Linked DNA regions of Danio rerio: regions 2 and 3 are each linked to region 1. The links are chromatin contacts, called in public Hi-C maps. All regions are on one chromosome and are shown on one strand. The core of a region is the stretch at or near the end of the contact, and the rest is flanking DNA. Distances in the headings are between cores, read along the strand shown. Region 1 holds the start of ftr15 (finTRIM family, member 15). Region 2 overlaps nrp1b (neuropilin 1b). Region 3 holds the start of epc1b (enhancer of polycomb homolog 1 (Drosophila) b).

What was found. Hi-C and Micro-C count contacts between places; a contact is called where the count stands out from the background.
Region 2: a Hi-C map of embryo shows a contact between it and region 1, with 2.7 times the contacts expected there. The contact joins the enhancer-like site here to the promoter of ftr15 in region 1. A contact is called at or near these places in 3 of 18 Hi-C or Micro-C datasets (caudal fin, embryo and an unstated tissue).
Region 3: a contact with region 1 is called in a Hi-C map of hematopoietic stem cells, with 1.8 times the contacts expected there. The contact joins the promoter of epc1b here to the promoter of ftr15 in region 1. A contact is called at or near these places in 2 of 18 Hi-C or Micro-C datasets (hematopoietic stem cells and an unstated tissue).

What each region holds. Positions count from the first base shown.
Region 1 is chr2:46,297,272-46,300,239 of GRCz12tu, reverse strand. ftr15 (finTRIM family, member 15) reads left to right here and starts at 1,537. Exons shown (of 8, transcript XM_073929239.1): 1 at 1,537-1,621; 2 at 1,921-2,011; 3 at 2,247-2,837; 4 at 2,931-2,968. The coding sequence starts at 2,250.
Region 2 is chr2:46,670,628-46,673,616 of GRCz12tu, reverse strand. nrp1b (neuropilin 1b) reads right to left here. Exons shown (of 17, transcript NM_205674.1): 11 at 2,037-2,216. Among named protein-coding and RNA genes, the nearest start is that of nrp1b, 44 kb to the right of the region's middle. Within about 2 kb of position 1,671, at least 7 of the 62 cell types and tissues checked have an H3K27ac peak or open chromatin away from gene starts, as enhancers often do.
Region 3 is chr2:46,794,651-46,797,582 of GRCz12tu, reverse strand. epc1b (enhancer of polycomb homolog 1 (Drosophila) b) reads right to left here and starts at 1,564. Exons shown (of 14, transcript NM_001089409.1): 1 at 1,360-1,564. The coding sequence starts at 1,512.

The DNA.
Region 1 (2,968 bases), core at 288-2,787:
TGGAGTGCGTGAAGTGTCCATCATTACACACTTCATTTTAGCGGCTGAATGAGTGCATTATCCGGGTAATTAAAGTGCGCTTATTATTTTTAGAGTTTTCAGTGTGAACGCACTATTTACACTATTTTACTACAAAATGGCGTAGAATAGTGCATAAGTATGTGATTTGGGACGCAGCTGTTGTTTTGTCAAAGATTTCTTTATCAGCATAATTATTTTTAAAAGTGGGTAAAAAGCTAGCTCTCTGCAACTCTCTCATGGTCGCCCACTGAAGCTAGCAGGGTTGTGCCTGGTCAGTACCTGGATGGAACACCACATGGGAAATTTAGGTTGCTCCCGGAGATGGTGTAAATGAGACCAGCAGGGGGTGCTTAACCTGCAGTCTGTGTGGGTCTTAATGCCCAAGTATAGTGAAGAGGAGTCTATACTGCTCAGTGAGTGTCATCTTTCGGATGAAACAAACTGAGGTCCCGACTCTCTGTGGTCATTAAAAATCCCAGGATGTCCTTCAAAAAAGAGCAGGGGTTTAAGCCTGGCATCCTGGCCAAATTTGCCCAATGGCTTCTGTCTGTCATGGCCTCCTAACCATCCCTATATCATAATTGGCTTCTTCACTCCTCTCCACCAATCAGCTGGTGTGTGTTCTGGGTCAATATGTCCTCACGTCATCCAGGTTGATGCTGCTCACTGGTGGTGGATGAGGAGATCCTGCCCCAAAATGTGTAAAGTGCTTTGAGTGTCCAAAAATGCGCTACATAAATGAATGGAATTTTTATTATTATTATTATTAAAAATTCAATCATGTTAAGAATTTGTACTTTTTAAAACAGTCTGATTTTGTTTTAAATAAAACTTGAATGTTTTCCATACTAAAGTTTATGCTGTTTATTATTATAATAACAGTCTCATGATAATATTAATGGTTGGAACCATTTTTTAAAGCAGTAAAATTGGTGAGGTTTCACAATAAAAAAAACTAATTTCTCTGTTACATAAAAACTAATTTTGAAATTAATCATTCATTCATTTTCTTTTCAGCTTAGTCCCTTTATTTATCTGGGGTTGCCACAGCGGAATGAACCCCAACTTACCCAGCATATATTTTACGCGGTGAATGCCATTCCAGCCGCAACCCATCACTGGGAAACATCCACACACACTCATTCACACACACACACACACACACACACACACACACACACACACACACACACACACACACACACACACACACACTACAGACAATTTAGCTTACCCAATTCACCTATACTGCATGTTTTTGGACTTGTGGTGGAAACTGGAGCACTCGGAGGAAAACCACGCAAACACAGGGAGAACATGCAAGCTCCACACAGAAATCCCAACTGACCCAGCCGGGGCTCAAACCAGCGACCTTCTTGCTGTGAGGCGGTTGTACTACCCAGCCATAATTATCAAAATATTTAACATGAAAAAGACAAAAATGCCCATAAAGGTAAAAAAAAAGTCTCATTTTTGGGTGAAAAACTGTCCCTTTAAGTAAACATTAATAGTTTCAATCAGGTCTGAATGAGTAACCAGCTTGAACTAATTTAGCAAACTAGCACTTAGTTGGTTTTCAGCAGGATGTTGCCACAATAATGCAAGTAAAAATACTACTTCTACTACTTCTAACTACTTCTTCCAATCCTTCAGTGTTACTGTAATGTAAATAAATGACTTAACATGTGCATGCCCATCTGTGTTTAGCTGTATCTAAGTGTTGAGTAGCATATATTGTAACATAAAGGGTGCTTTCAAGATGTTTTGAATTCTGTAATCAAAATGAAGTGTTATTTTGTGTAATGATCTTGCATGAGCCTGTTGAACAGCTCTGGTCTAGAATGTGCTGCATCATGTGTTTGGCACAAACTAAACAGACATGGAAAATTCCATAGCTAGTGAGAGGGCCCCCTGCCGGAGCACCGCGCCTTCACACCCCCGCGGACTGTGTTTCTGACCGACACCGCCATCTTGTGGACGCTGAACGACAGTAATAAAAAATGATGTTTTTGTCAATGCTTTTTATACTCTTTTTAAATCCTTAAAATATATCTAAATTGTTATCAACTTTTGTAGATTTTTTTTCTCTTGCACTATTATTTGCACGTATACAGCCTGCTGTTCAATAGTCACTGTTTGTATTTTTCTTACATGCAAAATCAGGAAAAACCAGTTTAGCTAAAATGAAAGTTAGCTAAGCTTTTGTTTTTTTCTCTTTGTGCAAGAAAATGGCAGAAGCTGGTATTTCGTGGTCTCAGAATCAGTTCAGCTGTTCAATCTGTCTGGATCTACTGAAGGGTCCAGTAACTATTCCCTGTGGACACAGTTACTGTATGCGCTGTATTTCCGGCTATTGGGATCAGGATAAGCAGAGGGGAGTCTACATCTGCCCTCAGTGCAGACAGACCTTCACTCCAAGACCTGCTTTAGGGAAAAACACCATGCTGGCTGAAGTGGTGGAGCAACTCAAGAAGACCAAACTACAAGCTGCTCGTCCTGCTCACTGTTACTCTGAATCTGCAGATGTGGAGTGTGATGTTTGTACCGGAGACAAAAACAAAGCCGTCAAATCCTGTCTGGTGTGTCTGAACTCTTACTGCCAAAATCATCTTGAACAACACGAGAGTTTCTTCAGAGGTAAAAGACACAATCTGATGGACGCCACTGGACGACTGCAGGAGATGATCTGCCCTCAACATGACAAACTACTGGAGGTTTTCTGCCGCACTGATCAGTGCTGTATTTGTTTGCTGTGTGTGGATGAACACAAAAACCATGAGATCGTATCAGCTACAGCAGAGAGGACTGACAAACAGGTATGATCCATATTACACTATACAAACTATTAAATAAATTTGTGACAAGTGTAGTAAATGTAATGTATTTACTGTATTCTATGATTTCTGCAGAGGCAGTTGGAGGAAACCCAGAGTAAACATAATCAGAG
Region 2 (2,989 bases), core at 422-2,921, 370 kb before region 1:
CCCACATAACGAACCTATATGAATATATATGCGCATATATGAAACCTATATGCAGTATATATGCAGCATATATGATATTATATATGTTGCATATATGTGTATATATGCCACATATAGGCAAAATTGAGGTGCATATGTGCATTTACAGGCCATATAATAGTGCTCTTGTATTGCTTCTTTATATCCACATATAAGTCCTATATGTACATATGATATGAACATATGTCTCCTATATAGCTCATATCTAACTGCGGCACCTGTCATACATGATGTCTAGCTCATATTTTCTATTATAAAGGCAAATGTATGTATTTATGTATGTATGTATGTATGTATGTATGTATGTATGTATGTATGTATGTACGAACACTTGATATCAGCATCACATGTAATTGGCATGTTATGGAATTTAATTATGGCAAATAAGTGAGAGGAGATGGAAAGCCATGATGTCTACACAATTTCCTGAAACATTTATGTCATTTTTCTATTCAGCTTTTTGTCTTATTTTTGTTCTTGGGCTATATTTTTTTCTTGTAGTATTTGATTGTTCTTAATTAAATATAAAAATGTAAATTTCTACATTTTGGGCTTTTATTTATGTTGTCTAGCAGCGATGGATTTTAACAATTTATTAATATATAGGTAAACATATAGGTGAACATATTGATGGACATTTATAGGTACATGTATGCACGTATATATGTATACATATATGCACACATGTGCATATATGTACATATAATATATGAAAACAGCCAATTTTATATATGTAACATATATTAAAAACATATAAAAATAAAAAAATAAAAACATATAGGTTAGTTTCGTGTGGGTAAATTTTAATCACTGGGTCTCATTTTCTTGCCTGAAACTAATATCTCCACAAAAATTAGGATCCAGCTACTTTCCAATAAAAAGTAAATCTAAATTTATGAAAATCTTGAATATGAAAACACATATGCAAACATCACAGATTAATTAATCTCATAACATGCAGTAAGCATCATAAAGTATTTTTAATGAGAGATATTGTCAATATGCTACAGAGGAATGTGGATCTCATTCGTTTTCCTTAGGCTTTTCCCCCTTTTTATCAAGGGTTGCCACAGCGGAATGAACCGCCAACTATTCCAGCATGTTTTAAAAAGCAGGTGCTCTTCCAGCCGCAACCCAGTAGTGGGAAACACCCATACACTCTGGCATTCACACACACACACATTCATTCACTACAGTCAATTTAGTTTATTCAATTCACCTATAATGGCAAACTCCACACAGAAATGCCAACTGGCCCAGCTGGGACTCAAACCAGCGACCTTCTTGCTGTGAGGCCACAGTGCCGCTGGAATGCAGATCTATTTATTCAAATTACTAACCTATGACATGCAGGAACTAATTTTAAATACTCAAAATTCATTAAAATGTCAACTAAGTTAGGAGCATGAGCGGACTCACATGCTATGCATTAGCCAGATATGTTTTTTTGTTCTACTCTGCATAGATATGAAATTATTCATGCAGTGATTACTGAATGAGAGCTACTGTCTTGGTTTTATTGTGTGTTTGAGATGGTAAATGTGTTTTTGTGTTTGGGTAATCTGATAGGTCACAGTCTCCTGCTGTTTGTGTGTAACCTACAGGTCGTAGCATGTAGCTATTTTGCTAAGCGTACGTAACCTGCAGGGTCGTAGTTTCACCACGTGGGTGTTTGTGTTTGTAACCTTTTGGGTCACAGTCTATGTGTGGATGTTTGTGTGTGTGAGGTTTCACTTTCCTTATGAGGACTTTAGTGTCCCACTGTGACAGTAAAACTAGAAATGAACAACATTACAGAGACCTCCCAGTATCTGTTATAAAAGCAGCTTAATAAAGAGAGTAAATAATGGCTTAATTAAAATCTAAAAATACCTTAAGGTCTCTCAAAGGAGCTGGGAGTGGAGTGTTATGGTTAAGCTAACATAATTAGCTCAATATTAAAATGATAGATGGTAATGACAGGCTATCAAATGTGAATGTATGTGCATGAATATAACCTGTTGTGTCGTAGTCTGTCAATGCATCACTATGGCAGTTTCCATCATCATCATCGCAATTCTCTGCCGTTGTTGGAAAAGTGGTAGTTGTTGGGATGTTTCCTAGTAGCATACTAGCGCTAGTGACTGTAGCTGCTGTAGTCTCCATAGTAGTGGCAAGAGGAAGAGGTGTTGTGGGCTCTGAAACGAGACCAAGAATATATAGATATTTTAGTTATCTGATGTTTTTACAAGTAATATACCATTATACATATTCATGGTAACCCTTGTGTGCTGTTGGGGGTGTTTTTATCCACTCTGGGGTGATTTTGAGTCTTAAATTGGCCACAAATTTCCAATCTTATTTGACCAATCTTATTTTGACTCATATTTTGAGAAAACTATTTTAAACAAATTAAATAATTCAACAATACACATACAAATTAGCCCTTTCATTATGTTTGTGACTGTTTTTGCCCCATTGACTTCCATTATAATGACATTTTTTGACTGCAAAGCCATGACACCGTACAAGCATGCATTCTTGATTGTTGCTGGTTTTCCCTGTTGGGAGGAGTTAAAATTTTTAATTATTACTTTTCTTGATATGTCTGAGAAAATCAAAATAGGCAGCTCAGCTATCAGAACACAGTAAGTGTATTTATGCACACACACACAAACACACACTATGGGCTCTATTTTGACGATCCATGCGCAAAGTCCAAAGCGTAGAGTGAAAACGCATTAAGGGCGTGTCAGAATCCACTTTTGATATTTTAAGGACGGAAAAATCCGCTTTGCGCCGTGGCGCATGGTCTAACAGGGTTGAGCTTATTCTCTTAATGAGTTATAGATGTGTTTTGAAGATAAACCAATCAGAGTCTCATCTCCCATTCCATTTAAGAGCCAGTTGCGTCGAGCCATAGCGCATTTGCTATTTACATGATAGACTTTGTAAATGGAAAAACTGAGCG
Region 3 (2,932 bases), core at 315-2,814, 500 kb before region 1:
AAAAAACAACACTCCCGATTACTATTTACTGAGTCCTGACTGTTAATAAGACATCAGACACTTAGCTGATCCAAAAGTGAAAATGCAAACAAATTAGCCACTAAATGCACACGTGCACAAAAGACACCAGAGCATCATCTGACAGACTGTAGACCAACTCTGACCCCCATATAACCTATTATTAGCATAAAAAAACAGTGCTGGGGTGACAGAGATAGCGTCACACACACAAACACCACAGCATTAACAGTGCTGACACCTTCCCTGTCAAGCATTTTAACATGGGCGACATGTTTACTACGTACACATCATTTCCCCCCAGCACATTCACACACATTATCAGATCGGTGTGAAAAATGTCAATCATTCGCATCCAGACTCATTTTATGTTCTTGTACGTGAAATGACTACAACTTACTAATACAAATGTGTGTCTTTAATGCTTTCATTTCATGCCTTAAAATCATAACAAGCTCAGAAACATACAAATGTGATGAGGGAAAGAATTTAGTGAGATAATTTAAAGATATTTACACTTTAGCAGCTGGTGAGAGAGAAAGCTGCATTTTATTTATATATAACGTTTGCTTGTGCTGATCTATAGATGGTATGGAGATGTCAAGAGCTTCAGCTGCCCTGTGTTGAGAAAACAAAACAAGGCCCCATGTGCGCCCCTGTCCCGGTCAAACAGATAACTGCATACACACATCTCAACAGACCGGTGGGGCAAGATAGGCTGCCTCTGCCAAACCACAGATGCATGCATTAATGCATTCACAATGTAAACAAATGCAAATCACCTCCATTAGAAAAGCCTGAAATTAAACATGTAATGACTTCACTGCTTTAATGGAAATTTCATGTATTCTGATCAAATCTTACGCTTTTTAGGAATTGAAACAGGGCATGCATTAGTATTTAATTTAAGAATAAGACCGAATGCAGTCCTGATTGTTTTTCTGGGTGCTAATTGGTTATTGCTGGGTGCAGGGGAGCAAAATAGGCGCCATCCACAGGCCAGTGCGCGGAACAGCACCTCTACGGAGCCCCAAGATAAGCAACAAAATGGCGGCTTTCCCCGTGATCACGTGACTCCTTTGTACTCCGTAAGCCATATACTGACAAAAATAATGCGTAATAACGACATCCGATGTTGTATTTGTAGAGAAAAAGCACCAACGTTTGGTCCAAAAACATTATAACCCGTCTGCATTGGACGATAGCGACCAATTTGACGCGTTTCTGCAAGAGAAATGGCGGCCATTTTGTATACACTGGCGCAGAGAAGCAGGGGACGCGCCTCTGACAGTAAAAATAAAATTATTCTCAAAATACACAACTTTAAGTGAAAAAACGTACCGATTCCTCCTCTTTCTCCATCCCCGTGGGCATCTGTGGCACTGCCCGGTTAATAGACGCATATTCGTGCAGGTCGGGCAGGTCCTCGCAACGGAAGACGGGTAGAGGCTTGGAAGCGTCCAGCGCCCGCGCCCGAAACGACAGTTTACTCATTTTCTTTATAATTCGAGATGCAGCATAAATCTATCCGATCCCCTAATGTTCCCTGCTGGTCCGATTAAAGTTCTCATGGATGATGCCGGTTCGGTGTCCAGCAGTGCACGGATCGCTCGGTGGTGGTGGCGGGGCGAGCGGAGGCGCGAGGCCGGGTGTAGGTCGCTCTCTCTCGGTCTGTGTTTCCAGCGCGCTCCGGTCCCTGATTCCAGGCTCAGTGCGCCATGGCCAACATGGCGGACATTAAAAACACTCTTTAACGGTCCGCTCGTGCTCGGCGGCCCAACCCCCCGATCCCAGATCAGCCATTCCCACACGGGCTTACAACGCATGCGCTCGCGGCGCGCGGAGAGATAGATAGGGGGGAGGGAGGAAAAAACCACTCCCATACCTTTTACAGAGCGCGCCTCTTCAAAAACATGCGTCTATTTCGCCGGTGAATGTAAACATTATATCAATTTTGACTGATATAGGACAAAAGAGATATACATACTGATGAAGTCTAAAGAACTGTGACTTTAGGTGACTTAATGACCGATGGGATCTTGTGCATTTTACAAACAATACTACATTATAGTAATAATAATACAAAATATTAAATACACAATGTAACAATTAAAAACTAAAAAGAGTTCAGATGCAAAACCCTCTAAATCCATCAGACCTCTTTTTTTGGTAATTGAGCATTTTCTACCAGGCTTCTCTAATGATGATAAGGTTATCCAGTAAATAAAATACCTTTTTTTAAAAATGTAACTTTGTTTTTCAACAAGGTAAATTTTCTTTTGCGTCAAAACCAGCTAAATCCACAAGTGCTTTTTTTTGCAACAACCTCTAAATCCACCTATCGAGACAAGACAGTGTAATCCCTAAAGATGCTATTTGAAATTATTTTACCAAACATTAAACTACTAAGAATTAAAATATATAAATGTCAAGTAAGTGGCGGTTCATTGTTTATCAGGGGTCACTGTGGTAACCCCTGATAAACCAGGGACAAAGCAGAAGAAAAATTAACAAATGAAATCTGTCAAGTAAGTGCATTAATAAATAATATTAAACCTGACATTAATTAAATCTTAATCTGATGGCATTTCTGATATTTGGGATTTAGATTTAATGCAAGTAGAACAATGTAAACATTGTAAACCAAGCTTGGTAGATAAAAACAAAAAATGTATTGTAAAAACATTGTGAAACATTAATATCTGTGCATTCTCCATTAATATTAAAAGCTTATCAGACGTATAGGTAATATGAATTAATAAATAACGTATAGTTTTATACATTATATTTATCTTTTAAAAAATAGCTTAAATTAGCAAATAAAACAGAATGTAGGCCTACTAGGCAAAAAGGACATGTCATTCATTCATTCTCACCATACTTAAGGTTTTGGTCCCATGTTTATCCTCATAGC